2 separate regions of the Pelodiscus sinensis genome follow, and region 1 is linked to region 2. A link is a contact called in public Hi-C data. All regions are on one chromosome and are shown on one strand. The core of a region is the stretch at or near the end of the contact, and the rest is flanking DNA. Distances in the headings are between cores, read along the strand shown. Region 1 holds the start of TERF1 (telomeric repeat binding factor 1). Region 2 holds the start of RPL7 (ribosomal protein L7).

Region 1 (6,958 bases), core at 3,206-5,705, 200 kb after region 2:
GGGCAGAGGACAGGATTCTGCAGCAGGGGAACCTGGTTGCACTTCTCTACCTGATTAGGTGTAAAATGTTAATGTATAAGTCCCCAACTTATAAATGAACATTTGGGACATAACACATTCATAAGTTGGTTGTTTGGATTTCTAAATGCAGGATTCTGTCCGGTGCCAGTGGGGACAGAGTTCGGGGAGTAGGGACGGGAATGGGGACAGAGTTCTGTAGCTGGGGACAGGGGACAGAGTTCTGCAGCAGGGGATAGGGTGCCAGTGGGGACAGAGTTCGGGGAGTGGGGACTGGGGAGCAGGGACAGGGTGCCAGTGGCAGCAGAGAGTCCCCTGCATCTGCCTCCTCCCAGGATTCCCCTCCCTTCCCCCAAGGAGGGAAGCCAGCACATGCCTCCTCCGGGCCCGACTCCCCCTCCCCCTCCGCGAGGCAGGGAAACCCCTCGTGTGCCTGCTCCGGGACCAAACCCCCCGTGGGAGCCTGCCCTGGGGACAACCCTCTCCGCCCCCGCGGCAGTACCTAACCCCTGCGGGCACCTGCCCCAGGGCCAAACCCCCCTTCCACAGCGTGGCCCGGCCAACCCCCATGGGCACCTGCCCTGGGGCCAACCCCCTCCTGCAGCATGGCCAACCACCACGGGCGCCTGCCCCGGGGCCAAACCCCCCTTCCACAGTACGACCGGGACAACCCTCGCCCCCACCCGCCCCTCCCACAGTGCGGCCAACCCCCGTGGGCGCCTGCCCCGGGGCCAAACTTCCCTCCCTCGGCACGGCACAGCCCAACGCAGCCAAACCCCGGGGCCAACCCCCACTCCCACAGCACAGGGAAACTACTGGAACCCCCAGAAGTGGCGCAAAGCTGCAGGCAGGACTTCTGTCCACGCTGGAGGTAGGTAGTGGGGCTTCTCTAGAGTGGGGGGAAAAAATGGAGAGTGAGGGGTCCCGAATGCCTCACAAATCAACTGGTTGAGGACTCGCAATCGACCAGTTGATTGCAATTGACCGGTTGGTGACCACGGCCCTAGAGTGAACCATAAGCATTTGTAACCTGGAACAAACTTGTAAATGTGGCGTTCCACGAAAAGTGTGTTCAGAACCTCACTATAAGCATTTGTCATTTAGCTAAAAGCCCTGAGCTAGTTTTCCATGGGAAAGTGAACTCTTCCATGGGAAAAGCAAGATAACACATCTGAGCTGCCAGTCTCACTTCTGCCTGAAGAGAGGAAGCAAAATTGATAAGCACCTTCCACAGCAACAGAAATGGCCCACTGAAGTTCTCTAAGGACGTAAGTTCCTTAGCAGCTGGAGTCCCCCACTGACTCCAGGCCCTAAGCAGTGCTGTTGCTTTGAAACACTGCAGGGAACCCAGCATCAGGCTCCATGCAGCGTTTCAAATGTCATCACTGGGGCCTGGTGACAGCTGGGGAGTCCCCAGCTGATCCCAGGTTCCACATGGTGCTGCCGCTTTGAAATGATGTGTGCAGCCTGGGGACACCACAGCTTGCCCTGGGCTGCACGTGGCATTTTAAAGCAGCAGCGTCACATGGAGCCCGGGGTCCAGCCCCAGGCTCCATGCTGCGCTGCCACTTTGAAGTACCCCTCTTCTTCCGCCTCCTTGCTGCCTCTTTCTGATAGACTAGTTGACTATCCAATAAGCATTTGCTTATCAAATAGTTGACCAGTTGTTCACTTCTCTACCTGGTTAGGTGTAAAATGTTAATGTAAAAGTCCCCAACTTATAAATGAACATTTGGGACATAACACATTCATAAGTTGGTTGTTTGGATTTCTGAATGCAGTTTCCCATAGAAACAATATTATAAGTGTCAGTTAGGTTCCCAGGCTAGTCATAAAAGCCTATTCAACCCGTATTGTAGCTGAAACTCTATTTGCAATGAAAAATTGAAAGCTTATTTAACCTTGAATGCTGGTGCTTGAGGAAACGGAGGTTTAATTAGAGGCTGAAGAGGTAGGTAGAGAATCCAAAGGGGACTTCTAGGAATCCTTAGCACCTATGACCCATGGGCTGTGCACCACCCCATCCCCCATCTTCCACCCCATCTTCTGTAGGCTGTATCCAACCCCTTCTTACCTGGATGTGGTGAGCAGCATGAGCACAGGCTGGAGGATTGGGGGCAGCTGTGCAGCTGGCGAGAAGTAGTAATTCCTCCTTCAAAGCATCACTTCTTTCTAACTGCTGACTGCACAATGGCCCCCTGCTCTTCCAGAGTCCTTCAGCCAGCACTGTGCTGCTCGCTACCACCTGTGCCTCTTGCCTGCTCCCCTGAGGCTGCAGGTGAGCTTTTGTTTGTATGAGCAGTAGGGATGTAAGTGAGTAGTTGATTGGCATATCTACTACTCACTCCGCCCCCCACTGCCTCAGAGTCAGCAAGAGGAGGCGAAGAGAAACAGGAACCAGTGCAGGTACCCTACTACCATCTCTGAGGTGCCACCTGTCCATCAGTCCCGGCTGCCTCTAAGAGGCAGAGGGAGGGTGGAGTAGGGGAGGCTCTGCCCACAGCTGGCCAAGGTTCCTTATTCACTACATGATTATATAACCACAATTTAACATCCTTAATGAGCAGATGTTTGTAAGTCAGATGTTTGTAACTTGGGAGTGCCCATATGTGGAGGAAAGGTAGGTTGAGAAGAGGAAGAGGTAGGTGGCAATTTTGAAGGGAACTTCTGGGCTACTAACTCTTCAGAAAGACAGACACTGTCAGGACTCGCTCTTAGCTCTGGAAGGGAAACAGGTCTAATAGGTTACAGCAGAAGCAGATACATCAGGGTTCTATAAGAACATCAAAATGGCCCTACTGAGTCAGATCAATGGTCTTATCTAGCCCAGTGGCCGCTGCTGTTGGAAGACAAGACAATGCCAGGTACTTCAAAAGGAATGAACAAAAGAGGCAATCAAATGATTGTTGCCCATCCCCAGCTCCTGGCAAATAGAGTGCAGGGATACTATGTCTGCCCATCCTGCCTAGCAGCTGTTGGCTCTATTATAAGAAAAGCCATACTGGGTCAGCAGGAAGGTCTATCTTGCCCATATCCTGTCTTCCAACAGTTGCCATGACGGGCAGCAGGTTTAAATCAAACAAAAGGCAGTTTTTCTTCACTCAGTGCACAGCCAACCTGTGGAATTCCTTGCCAGAATATGCAGTGAAGACTAGAACTTTAACAGGGTTCAAAAAAGACCTAGATAGATTCATGGAGATTAGGTCCATCGATGGCTATTAGCTAGGAGTGGTATCCCTAGCCTGTTTCTCTGGAGGTGGGTGACAAGGGAGGGATCACATGAGGATTACCTGTTGTGATTCCTCCCTCTGGGGCATCTGGTATTGGCCACTGTCGGCAGACAGGATACTGGGCTAGATGGGATCTTTGGTCTGACGCAGTATGACCCTTCTTATCTTCATATAGGGACATTAATAAGTGGGTAATTGGGTAGGCAGGCAGGCGGAAGCCAGTCTGGGCTATTAAGCAGCTTTTAAGCTGGCTCCTGGTGTGCACCAGCTCCCAGAGAGCTAGCTGCTGCCCCACACTGCCAGTGGGTGTAACTGCTGAATTTTTCAGTGGTTACATGGTTACTCAATTACCTGCTTTTTAAATATTACCTACTCTGTATCAGCATGCAGCAGCATGGGACAGCAGTCAGTTCCCAGGGGAGCGGGGCCGATAGGCAGGAGCCTGCTGCCATGCCAGGCTGTGGGTGTATGTAACTGCTGTTTCTGAGTAGTTACCCAATTACCTGCTTTTTACACCCCGCCTCATACACAGCGACCCTGAATCCTGTACCCCACGCATACCCACTCCTTCTTTGAGGGCCCTCCCCCCACTTACAGGCTCTGTTATATCACAGCCCCCCTTCCGCCCTGAGCCCCCCCAAGGCTGCAGCCGAGTATCTCACTAGCAGGCCCACTAGTGGCAACTGGGGCTGGCTCTGCCCCATACGGCGGGCTCCCAGGGGCCCGAGCGGGGCGGGCTCTGCGCGGCCAGGCGCACGCGCAGCGGGGAAGCGCCCCACGGCAACACGCGCCGCCTAGGCCGGGCCAAATACAGGGCACGAGGCCGCAACCCGCCCCCGCCCTTCTCACCCTGCGCCGTGTCCCGGCTCCGCTCGAAGTCCCGCGTACGCCCCTCCCGGAAGTGCCGGCACAGCGCGTAGCAAGTGAAATCCAGCATCCAGCCCCCGGCTACAGCCTCCACCTCCGCCAGCAGCGCGGGGGACAGCGGGCCAGGGGGACTCCGCGCCCCCGATTCCTCCTCCGCGCCCCCGCGGGCCCGCGCACCGCCCAGCTCCGCCTCAGCCCCGCTTTCCATTTTCAAATCCGCCGCCGCCAACCGCTTCAGGCCCCGCCTCGCCAGCGACAACAGCACAGAGTGGGAGAAATCTGTGCGTCACCGCTTCGCTCAGGCTCCGCCTCTTCCGCCTTGCAAACCCCACACCCAATTTGCGTCAGGTCCGTGCCCGTAAATGTTCCCGCAGCAGAGCCTTTTCCGCCCTCACTAACGTCACTTCCTGTCGCGGGACTTCACGCCTTCAATCAATACAACTCCCGTGCGCGGGGCTTTGATTGGCTAGGTAATGCTACTGGGGTGGGATCTGGGAGGCTCGAGACGTCACACGTGGCTCCCTAGATTAAAGAGCCCTCTGCTGTCAGAAATCTTTTCCCTAGGTGGTTACTTGTAGGCTGCAATCAAGTCATTGTTTAATCGTTTCATTGATAAATATATAGAGATTCTTAAGTTTCTGGCTTTCTAGACTTACAATAATTTCTGTAGCTCCTTTTACAAATCTTTTCCCAGTTGGGTGCATGCATGGATAAGTGGGGAAAATTACATTTGAACGGGTAGCGCTATATCTAGCCCTTTAACGTGTGAGTGCTCCTAAGTAAGATTCTCGTAACATAGATGTATTTTGTTTTCTTTGTAATTGTGTGTAACTTGGGAACATGCAATAAAAAAGTAGTTTAAGATAAATTAAAGCCTAGATTCTTCACTCTTTGTTGTGTTCCTACAGACTCTCTGATGGCAAAGCTATGCAAGAAGAGCCACCTACTGGAGATACCGTGTAAACCAGCAGGAGTTCAGCTTAGAACATACCTACAGGCATAGAACAGCCTACAGACACACTTTTCTGTCAGCATAATTTTGTTTCATTTTATGTATCAGAGGGGTAGCCGTGTTAGTCTGAATCTGCAAAAGTGGCGAGGAGTTCTGTGGCACCTTATAGACTAACTGAAGTGTTGGAGCATAAGCTTTTGTGGGCAAAGACCCACTTCGTCAGATGCATGTAGTGGAAATTCCTTTTCCTTTTGTTTTAGCAAGATCATGGCTACCTCTCTATTGTTGGACTAGTGAGTCAGAGACAAAGGAGACAAATGCACAATCCATTTGAACTGGGATGGTTACTCGTGGGGGTATGAACTCTGGTTGTGGTATTTTCCCTAGCTAATGCCATGTAACTTCTCTCCCTCTTTCATTAAAAGTTTATTTTCTACGCTCAGACTCTGTGCTTGTGAGTGGGGAAGCATTGCCTCCCAGAGGCGCTCAGGGGTGTGTGAATTTCCCATGCTACAGGGTGGGGGCTCTAGTCGGTTCTGTGTGAGATGGATGAAAAGGAACCCCTAGATATTAAACCTGGTCCTGGATGCTGCCGGCGCTACCTGGCAGAAGGATTACAAAACTATGGACCAGTTTCTGATCAGTCATATTGGTGCAATAGAGAGTATCTCCATTGACTTCAGTGGAATTATTACCAATTTACACTGTTGTTACTTAGACCAGAATCTGACCCTAGATCATGAACATTTCCATGAAACGGTTAAGAACATCCCAAACTGTTCTTGTCTAGAAGGCAGAAATTCCAGCAGTTCTAGTGTCTGTAATTTACATTCTTTGCTTGGTTTGCCAGGAACTAACAGCTAGAAAACTGTACCTCCTCAGGAAAATAAGGTGCTGAAACTATTGTGATTTTCTGGCTTCACTGGTTAGCGTAACCCTGTGTTAGAAGGCTTGAGGGAAAGTAAGGGTTTGAGGAATGGCACTACATTATATCGTGAAAGCATCGAAAATGATGACAGAGGGAAGAGACAGACTTATCCAGCTACATCTAAAAAATGTAGAAAGGATCAAAGATTGAAGTAATCCCCGAGGATGCAAAGCATGTAATGTGAATAATTGGATAAAACTGAATGTAGTGCTGGAACAACATGTTGCCAAATGAAGAAAGAATATTTTTCTGTCATTTAAAAGTATAAAACTGATACAGTTCCTTTTCACTAAGTGCCAATCAGCAAAAGCTTAATCTTTGTGAAAGATGATGTTGCAGAAAGTATACTGAAATATATGAATAACAAAGGGGTTCACTCTGAGACAAATATCAAATGAATGTCAAAATAACGTTAATACATTCAGGAGGCTACACAGTGGTGTTCCCTCTAAACTGGGAGGCAGCACAGCTTCACAGGTGATTAATCAGCCCTGCCCAGTCAATCAGCTCCATTTGCTACACAGGTGATATGTTGACACTATATGGAAATTTTAGGTGGGGACAGAAAATGTAATTTAGCCAAAAACTCCCTTTCAATTTTCCCTTTTGGGAAATTTTCAAATGAAACTTTTTTCACACGTAGTGATATTGTCTACACAATTCATACAGTGCTACATATTTTAAATCTTCTTGGGTAAAGCTAAGCATTCAACAACATTATGGAAAATCCATAAATATGTTCTTTTTATTGTTTATCGCTAGAAAATTGATTTTGTTTGCTAACTTCTTTGTTACTTATAGTGACTAAAATCTTATTTTTTATCACATTCAAGATCTAGAGCTGGCCCATTAGTTACTTTTTTTAAATACTGAGTAACCTTTCTCCTAGTAGTACATTTTTCCAGTATTTTATAAGGTACACATTCTGGAGCCACTTTAAGACCTGTAATAAACTGGCCTTTC
Region 2 (7,176 bases), core at 3,324-5,823:
GTTAACCAGGACAGAGACCTCTCCAACCTCTTTGCAGACTCTCTCAGCTGTCAAGTAGACATTCTCTCTCTTGCTCACATCGCAGGTATATGTATAAACCTGCAAATTGCAGTGGGTCAGCACCTCTTCTTCACCATCTCCAGCTGCTAAAGAACACAGAACAAAAAGGTTACATTCTCTAGATCTCAACATTCAGGCAAAAAACTAAGCAGAAAGAGTAAACAGTCATCTATTACACCTTACCAGTTCTATTGACTTTGGCATCATCACAGCAAACAAATCCTATATTTACTGTTCTTGACTGAAAAAGTTAAATCTGAGGCTCCAGGTTTACTTGCAACTTTCTGAATCAAAGGTTATACTGATGAAGTATGGTCTGTGCTTTCTCACTCATGAATCTCTCTTCCTAGCAAGGAATACAAGCACACAAACCCCACTCCTTCTTGGGTGGTCAGATATAAGTGGGAGTGGGAGATGAAATCCTTACTTACAGCTGGGTTTGTAGAACAATGCCAAATCCAATCTGGTTTAAGTCACAAACCATTCCCCTGATCACCATTAGGCAGATGGTGGGGAGACGGTCACAAGTGCTAAAGAATCCCAGAAATAAACCCTCTGGATGCTCACATCTAATTAACATTTCTCCTTTCCTGGAAGGAGGACCACCACTATGGTAATGCAAGTGATTTTCTTATAAACACCTCATTTAGCTACCCTTCCAGAAGCAGGTGAAAGACAGTTTTGTACACATTCCTCCTAATTTCTCATAAAACTAAATGCCATCTCCAGATGCCACCTCTGACCAAAATACTCCCCACACACTGTAAACTGGGACTAATTCTTCACAGGAACAATTTTTAGAATGTGGACACTGAAAACCACTGAACCAGACTGTAAGCCTTGTATTTAATGGAAACCACTTCAAGCCAGGGAGTGCGTCAGCATGCCTAGGACCCTTAGTTCCAGACCCAGTGCTTCTCACTGACCCCCCATTCCCACTTAGCTGAGCACCCTCAGATTTAGTGCCATTCTTCTGTTCCCCAAAAGGCAGGCTGGCAGGTAATACCACTTCTTCATGGGAGACTAACCCAGCAAGAGTCCCTAACCCAGAGCCACGCTGTCCCCGGATATGCAGCAGTGGCTGTTTTATAGTCCCTACATTTATTAGGGGAGGAGAGAAGAAAGGAAGAGAAGACCAGGGGGTGAGATATAGCTAACACTTATGTTACGACCACAAGATACATCAGCATGTAGACCGAGGGGCACAATACGTCACGGCTGTCCGTGCCTGACGCGGGCAGCGCACTTACCTTGCTGGGCAGTGGCAGTGGCCTCTTCGGAGATCTCCCTGTAGATGTGGCGCACCATGCCTGCCGTCTCCTCATTGCTCTGCGTGTTGATGTCCCACAGCACCAGCAGTGCCCGGCGCCGGGCGAACTCCAGGGCGAAGAGGCGGCCCAGGCCACTGCCTGCCCCGGTGATGAGACACACCTGCCCCGCCACACTCTTCTCCTTGGGCCTGACCAGCCACTTGGCCGCAGCCAGCACGAACGCCCAGAGCACTTTGAAAGTGACTACGAAGAACTCCAGCAGGATGTTCATGCTTGCAGCGCTGTTCCCAAGGGCTCAGCTGCCTACCACGGGAAGGGGAGCCTGCCTGCTCTGCGCTCCACGGGGCTCCGCACTCCCCCTCTCCAGAAACAGTCCCCTCTCCCCAAAGCCGCGTGGAGCCTAGTGAGCTTAAGGGACACCGGCAACCGTGGCACAGTCCGCTCAGCGTGCAGCGCAAGGGGCCGTGCAAAGCCTGCCCTCAGGAGCTAGAAGAGGCGAGAGGCTGCGCGGACACCCACTATCCTAACACTAAGCACTGCCCGGGCTCCTAGGCGTCACTACCAGCCCCGGCACCTGGTGCTGCTACTGCCTGGAAAGCGCGGAGCTTGCCACTGCCTGCTCGGTAGCGGCTGCGGGGCTCCGGGCAGGGAGACTTCAAAGAGGAACAAGCTCCCTATGCCACCAGGTTTCCTTCGCCCGGGCTGCGGCTCCTCGCCAAGCCACACGCAAGCCAGCAAGTTCAGCCCAGTCAAGCCGCCCTAAGTTTGCCCAGAGCCAGCCGGGGCTAGCTGCCCGTTCGCTGCCGCTAGCACTGGCTAAGGAAAAGCTAGCAGGAACGCAGGCTCAAGGAGCACCTCCGCTGCTCGGCCAGGGAAGGAGGCGCCGCTTTCCCCAATGCCTTCGCCCCGAGCTAGCTCCTTCCTCCAGCGCTCTGCGCCCCGCCACTGGAAGGGAGCATCTCCACGCTCCGCGCGCTATATACCCACGGCTAAGAAACGGGTCCCCTCCCCCACCACATTCCCAGGCCCTCCCCCAGCCCAGCCCACTTTGCATTCCCAGATCTTCCCCCAGCCCATTTCCGCCTCCACCGCCCCCCCAGGCCAACCCACCCACCAGCACAGCCCCACCCCTTCCTACCGCCAGCTCCCCCCCCCCCGACACCAGTGCAGGCCCCCTGGTGCCCCGCCAGCCCCTTCCTGAGCGTTGCCCACCCCATCTTCTCCCACAGCCCGGGGAGTCGGTCACGCCACCCCCCAGCAGCAACCGATTTGTCCCCAGTTCCATCAACATCTTCCCACGGCCACTCTCCGCCGCTGCCTGACACGCACACCCGGCGGCCCGCACCCCAGCCTCGGCCCCGTCCTAGCGCAGCCCCGGACCAGAGCTCCCTGCTGCTCAGCGGGTTTCTCGGCCCACATTCTGTCAGGCGACATCGGGCGCATCTCTCCATGGCGCGGACCTAGCGCTTGGCTTGCAAAGGCGAGCCCTGACTGTCCGCCAAAACTTCCAGCTTGGGCAACTGGAAGGGACTGCATGTCCCAGCATGCAAAGCGATCCCCTTAACCTACAGGTCCCAGAGTGCAATGCGTTTCCTTGAGTCCAGCGGCTTTCAGGGACTGCATGTCCCAGCATGCAGTTCGGCTTACAGCCTTCCAACACGTCCGGGAGCCGTAGCCAAGGTGGAACTTGGTATGAGAGGCTTTGTAGTCGGCATCGGCCACGTTGCTTCCCGGGCGAGACTGGTGTTTGAAGATGATGTGTAAGCTGCTGAACGAATCAGCTTGCGGTGCTCGACAGAGAAAAAAAACTTCCGTGTCTTATTGACAGTGAAATTCTGTCTATAGGATAATAGTTATTCTAATATAACAATGTAATTAAACATATACTTGTAAATGTATTTTAATTCCCCTGGTATTAAACTAGTTTTAGTAAGATTCATGAGAATAACGTGCTCTACTAATATACATTCGTATTACCATTTGTTTTACATCTATAATACTAACTGTTCAAATGTCATTTATGATTAATTCATCCTTTTACAATATATGCTTAACAGCATATTTTTGGATGCTTGAAACAAACAAAATAAAGAAAAACAATAGTAACGCTGTTAATTATTCTGGGACAAACTGCTTGACCCTTACACGGAATGGTATAGTTCCATTGTTTTCAATGGGATTGCTCTGCATGTATGTAACTCTACTCCATATGCAGTTCCACTGAAGTCAACGAGAAAACTGGAATAAAGTTTCATCCACATGCAAGCATTTGTAAGATTTGTACTCTAGAGTACAGTGAGTTGCAGCCTGTAGAAATACTGTACTTAGATGAACAGATTATTTTAGTTAAGTGGATTCAATGCCATTGAAGTTTATCTGTTTATGACAGTGATGCCTTAAATGATTTTAAGTGCACAATGGTTACACAGGTGGATATGGAACCTAAAGAGACTTGGTGCCCAATATGGCAAAAGACTTAAAGTCCCATTTAAGTCTGTAGGATAATTCACACTAATGAAGTTAAATTTGTGCATAAATGTTTATGAATCTGGGACTTTGTCCAATTTTCAGTCCCTTTTCTCACCTTAAGTCCAAGTCCCAAAATAAAATTAACAAAATTATACAATGATTCCTTTATGCAAGCTTAACACTAGTTAGGCTTCATAAATAAATGAAATAACAACAATAAGAAAGTGTCTTTCTATACTGACTGTTTGAACAGCCTGAACTGTTTTTTGTGTTGTGTACAGAATACATTATTAGTATATGACAAAAATAAATAATAATAAATAATAACCCTGATCCCACTGAAGTTAATATTAACACCCAGGGTCAGGATTTAGTCCTATAGAACATTTTTAGAGCTAAGGATAATCAGTCACACCAAGGAAATTAACTATTTACGTCAATAACAATAGAGATTACATTTTAAATTACATTTCTGGGCCTAAATATTGTGGGAATTGTGGAGTGTGCCTAACTCAGCATGATGAAGCTGTAGGCAAGTATCACTGATAGGTAGAGGGGCTTTGGTGATGTTTTAAGGGAAGTGTTTATTGCCTTTTTCCTCCAGATCTGTAGAAGTTTACTCTGTGTGAGATTTTTGAGCCCTTCGCTTTAAGCTCTCACATTCACAACCAACTCTTAAGTTCCCTTAATTTGGTCACCTGACTAGGCTACCTGTAGCCCAGGCACTTGAGTAGTCACCTCCCTACTCCTGAATTGTATCCAGGCACTGCGAGGACAGCTAAATGCCAGGGCTTTTTTACGTTGGTCCCTGCCCGGGTCCGATTTTTTAAGTACGGGACGCGCATGCGCATGCCCTCTCTTTTCCGGTCGGGATCATGGCGGGTGTAGAGTAAGTGCAGCAGCTTCACAGGGAAAATCCACTTCCATCCGTAGCGTGTCGGTCTCTATCCTCGAGCCGGCTCCTCGAACCCGACAGCCGGGGCGCTGCTCCCACGCTACCGCCCGTATTGATCCCCCTCCGTCCTTTCTCGGCGGCCCAGGCCTGCGTGCGGCCGGAGCGGCCTGGGTTTGGGGTGGCAGGGCGGTTGGGTCGCCTCGCCTGGTGCAGAGAGGACTTGATAGAGTCTTCTGGATGAGCAGGGATGCAGCAGCCTGACTGCGTTGGGCCCTTGTGATTAAGGCGAAAGTGTCTCGGCTGCGGCTATTGATGGTGTCGCGGTTCAGGGACCATCATGATGTGATGGGACAGTAGCATGTACAGCCTCTCCGGGCTGTATCCTATGGGCAGGATCTTCTGAAACTGTAGTCTGTCCTTTCCTTTATTGCCTCGTTAATGTGCTGTATGATGCTTTAGGGCTAGATGCTGCCTTTAGATGTATTGACCAAGTGGGATTGTGCCCATTTATTAAGGGTCACAATGTAGCTGTAAATGAACAAACTTCACAATTATTATTCTAACACTAAGTGATTTCCTAAGAGTCTTTGACACACTTCTGTAAAGCTTAAATTTGAATTACAAACCTTAGTAATAATGAACTTGGGTTTCCTTCATAAGAAAATATAAGATTTAATTGATATTCAGGCTATATCCAGTGATCATTCCTGCCACTATTGCAACTATTTGTCAGTGGTTCTTGGGCTGGCCCTGGGCTGATTTGTATTCAGAGCTAGATGCAAGATCTGTTTTTTGTAAGAGTTTGCCTCAGTTTTAAGCCAGAATGATTTTAAGTAGAATGAAGTGAGGAAATATTTTCAGATTCCCAAGTGGTGTCTGAAAGGGAGCATGGTTGGTAGACTGTCAGTTTGCTTGGTGCTTTTACATATTCAGATAAGTGATTGCTTTATAAATGCCTAGAAGTAGCAATAAAGGGCAGTTACCTTATGGTGTGATGTAGCTGTTCAGTCGCATACAGCAATACAGGTTTCCTTATCTGTAAATGAAAGATGCTGTAAGTAAGTGCATATTAAAATGTTACACAGGAGTTCAGTCCTGAGTGAGACCCTAAACAATTGAAGATGCGGGGAGATGGCATGTAATTATAAACTGCATTTTAATTTCTGGGTGTGTTTGTGTGATTTATATATATCCAAGCTGCTTAATTCTTATTTAAGCTAAATTTGCAGATACATCTTTCATTACTTGTCATATGAAATCAATCTATAAATAAACCCTCAAGTCTTGTTGTTGTTTTTTTTAATTTAGAGGAAAGAAGGTGCCTTCTGTTCCAGAAAGCCTTTTAAAAAAGCGAAAGGCTTTTGCAGATATAAAGGCCAAGCGTCTGAAGAGGCTAGTGATTCAAAAGAAGGTAAATATTGTAATAAGCTTTTTAATTGTTTCACAATAAAGGCAATTCTAATACACTGTGGTGGAGATTAAGGATGTAAAAGACTACAGTCCCCCAGCTGACCCCAGGCATCACTGCCTCTTTAAAACTGGTGGGCTACGTCTACACTGGCCCCTTTTCCGGAAGGGGCATGTTAATTTCAGCCATCGTAGTAGGGAAATGCGCGGGGGATTTAAATATCCCCCGCGGCATTTAAATAAAAATGTCCGCCGCTTTTTTCCGGCTTTTAGAAAGGCCGGAAAAGAGCGTCCACACTGGCCCCGATCCTCCGGAAAAAGCGCCCTTTTCCGGAGGATCTTATTCCTACTTTGAATAAGATCCTCCGGAAAAGGGCGCTTTTTCCGGAGGATCGGGGCCATTGTGGACGCTCTTTTCTGGCTTTTCTAAAAGCCGGAAAAAAGCGGCGGACATTTTTATTTAAATGCCGCGGGGGATATTTAAATCCCCCGCGCATTTCCCTACTACGATGGCTGAAATTAACATGCCGCTTCCGGAAAAGGGGCCAATGTAGAAGAGCCCGTGGTGGCGGCAGTTTACATATTTTATTGACCACTTGCAATAATACAATTGAGTTGTTGTAGGCTAACATAATTATGAATGACCTGTTGGTATACAGCAGCTACATATGAATTTTTGAATGATATTTTACGCCTAATTTCAGCTTCGTAAAGCACAAAGAAAACTCATTTATGCAAGAGCTCAGGCCTATCACAAGGAGTACAGGCAAATGTACAGAAGTGAGATTCGTATGGCTCGAATGGCACGCAAAGCTGGCAATTACTATGTACCTGCTGAACCAAAACTGGCCTTTGTGATCAGAATCAGAGGGTAAGTTAATTAATATTTTGGACTATGGTTACATTTTATTAAATATGTGGGGAAATTTGCCTTCCAGCATTAAAGTTCACGTAACTTGTAATAAAAGCCATCCACTGGTAAATCACCCAAGTGATGTGGATTTATAGTACTAGCAGAAGTCTTGTTCACTCAGTCTAGTTCCTAATGCCACACCCACCCACCCGCGTGTTCGG

Evidence for each region. Hi-C and Micro-C count contacts between places; a contact is called where the count stands out from the background.
Region 1: a contact with region 2 is called in a Hi-C map of blood, with 5 times the contacts expected there. The contact joins the promoter of TERF1 here to the promoter of RPL7 in region 2. A contact is called at or near these places in 3 of 5 Hi-C or Micro-C datasets (blood, liver and an unstated tissue).

What each region holds. Positions count from the first base shown.
Region 1 is chr2:54,267,554-54,274,511 of ASM4963464v1, forward strand. It overlaps TERF1 (telomeric repeat binding factor 1), which reads right to left and starts at 4,456. Exons shown (of 10, transcript XM_075920523.1): 1 at 4,098-4,456. The coding sequence starts at 4,323.
Region 2 is chr2:54,065,087-54,072,262 of ASM4963464v1, forward strand. It overlaps RPL7 (ribosomal protein L7), which reads left to right and starts at 4,574. Exons shown (of 8, transcript XM_075920526.1): 1 at 4,574-4,689; 2 at 6,004-6,106; 3 at 6,807-6,973. The coding sequence starts at 4,676. It overlaps RDH10 (retinol dehydrogenase 10), which reads right to left and starts at 2,337. Exons shown (of 6, transcript XM_075920522.1): 1 at 1,311-2,337; 2 at 1-143. The coding sequence starts at 1,602.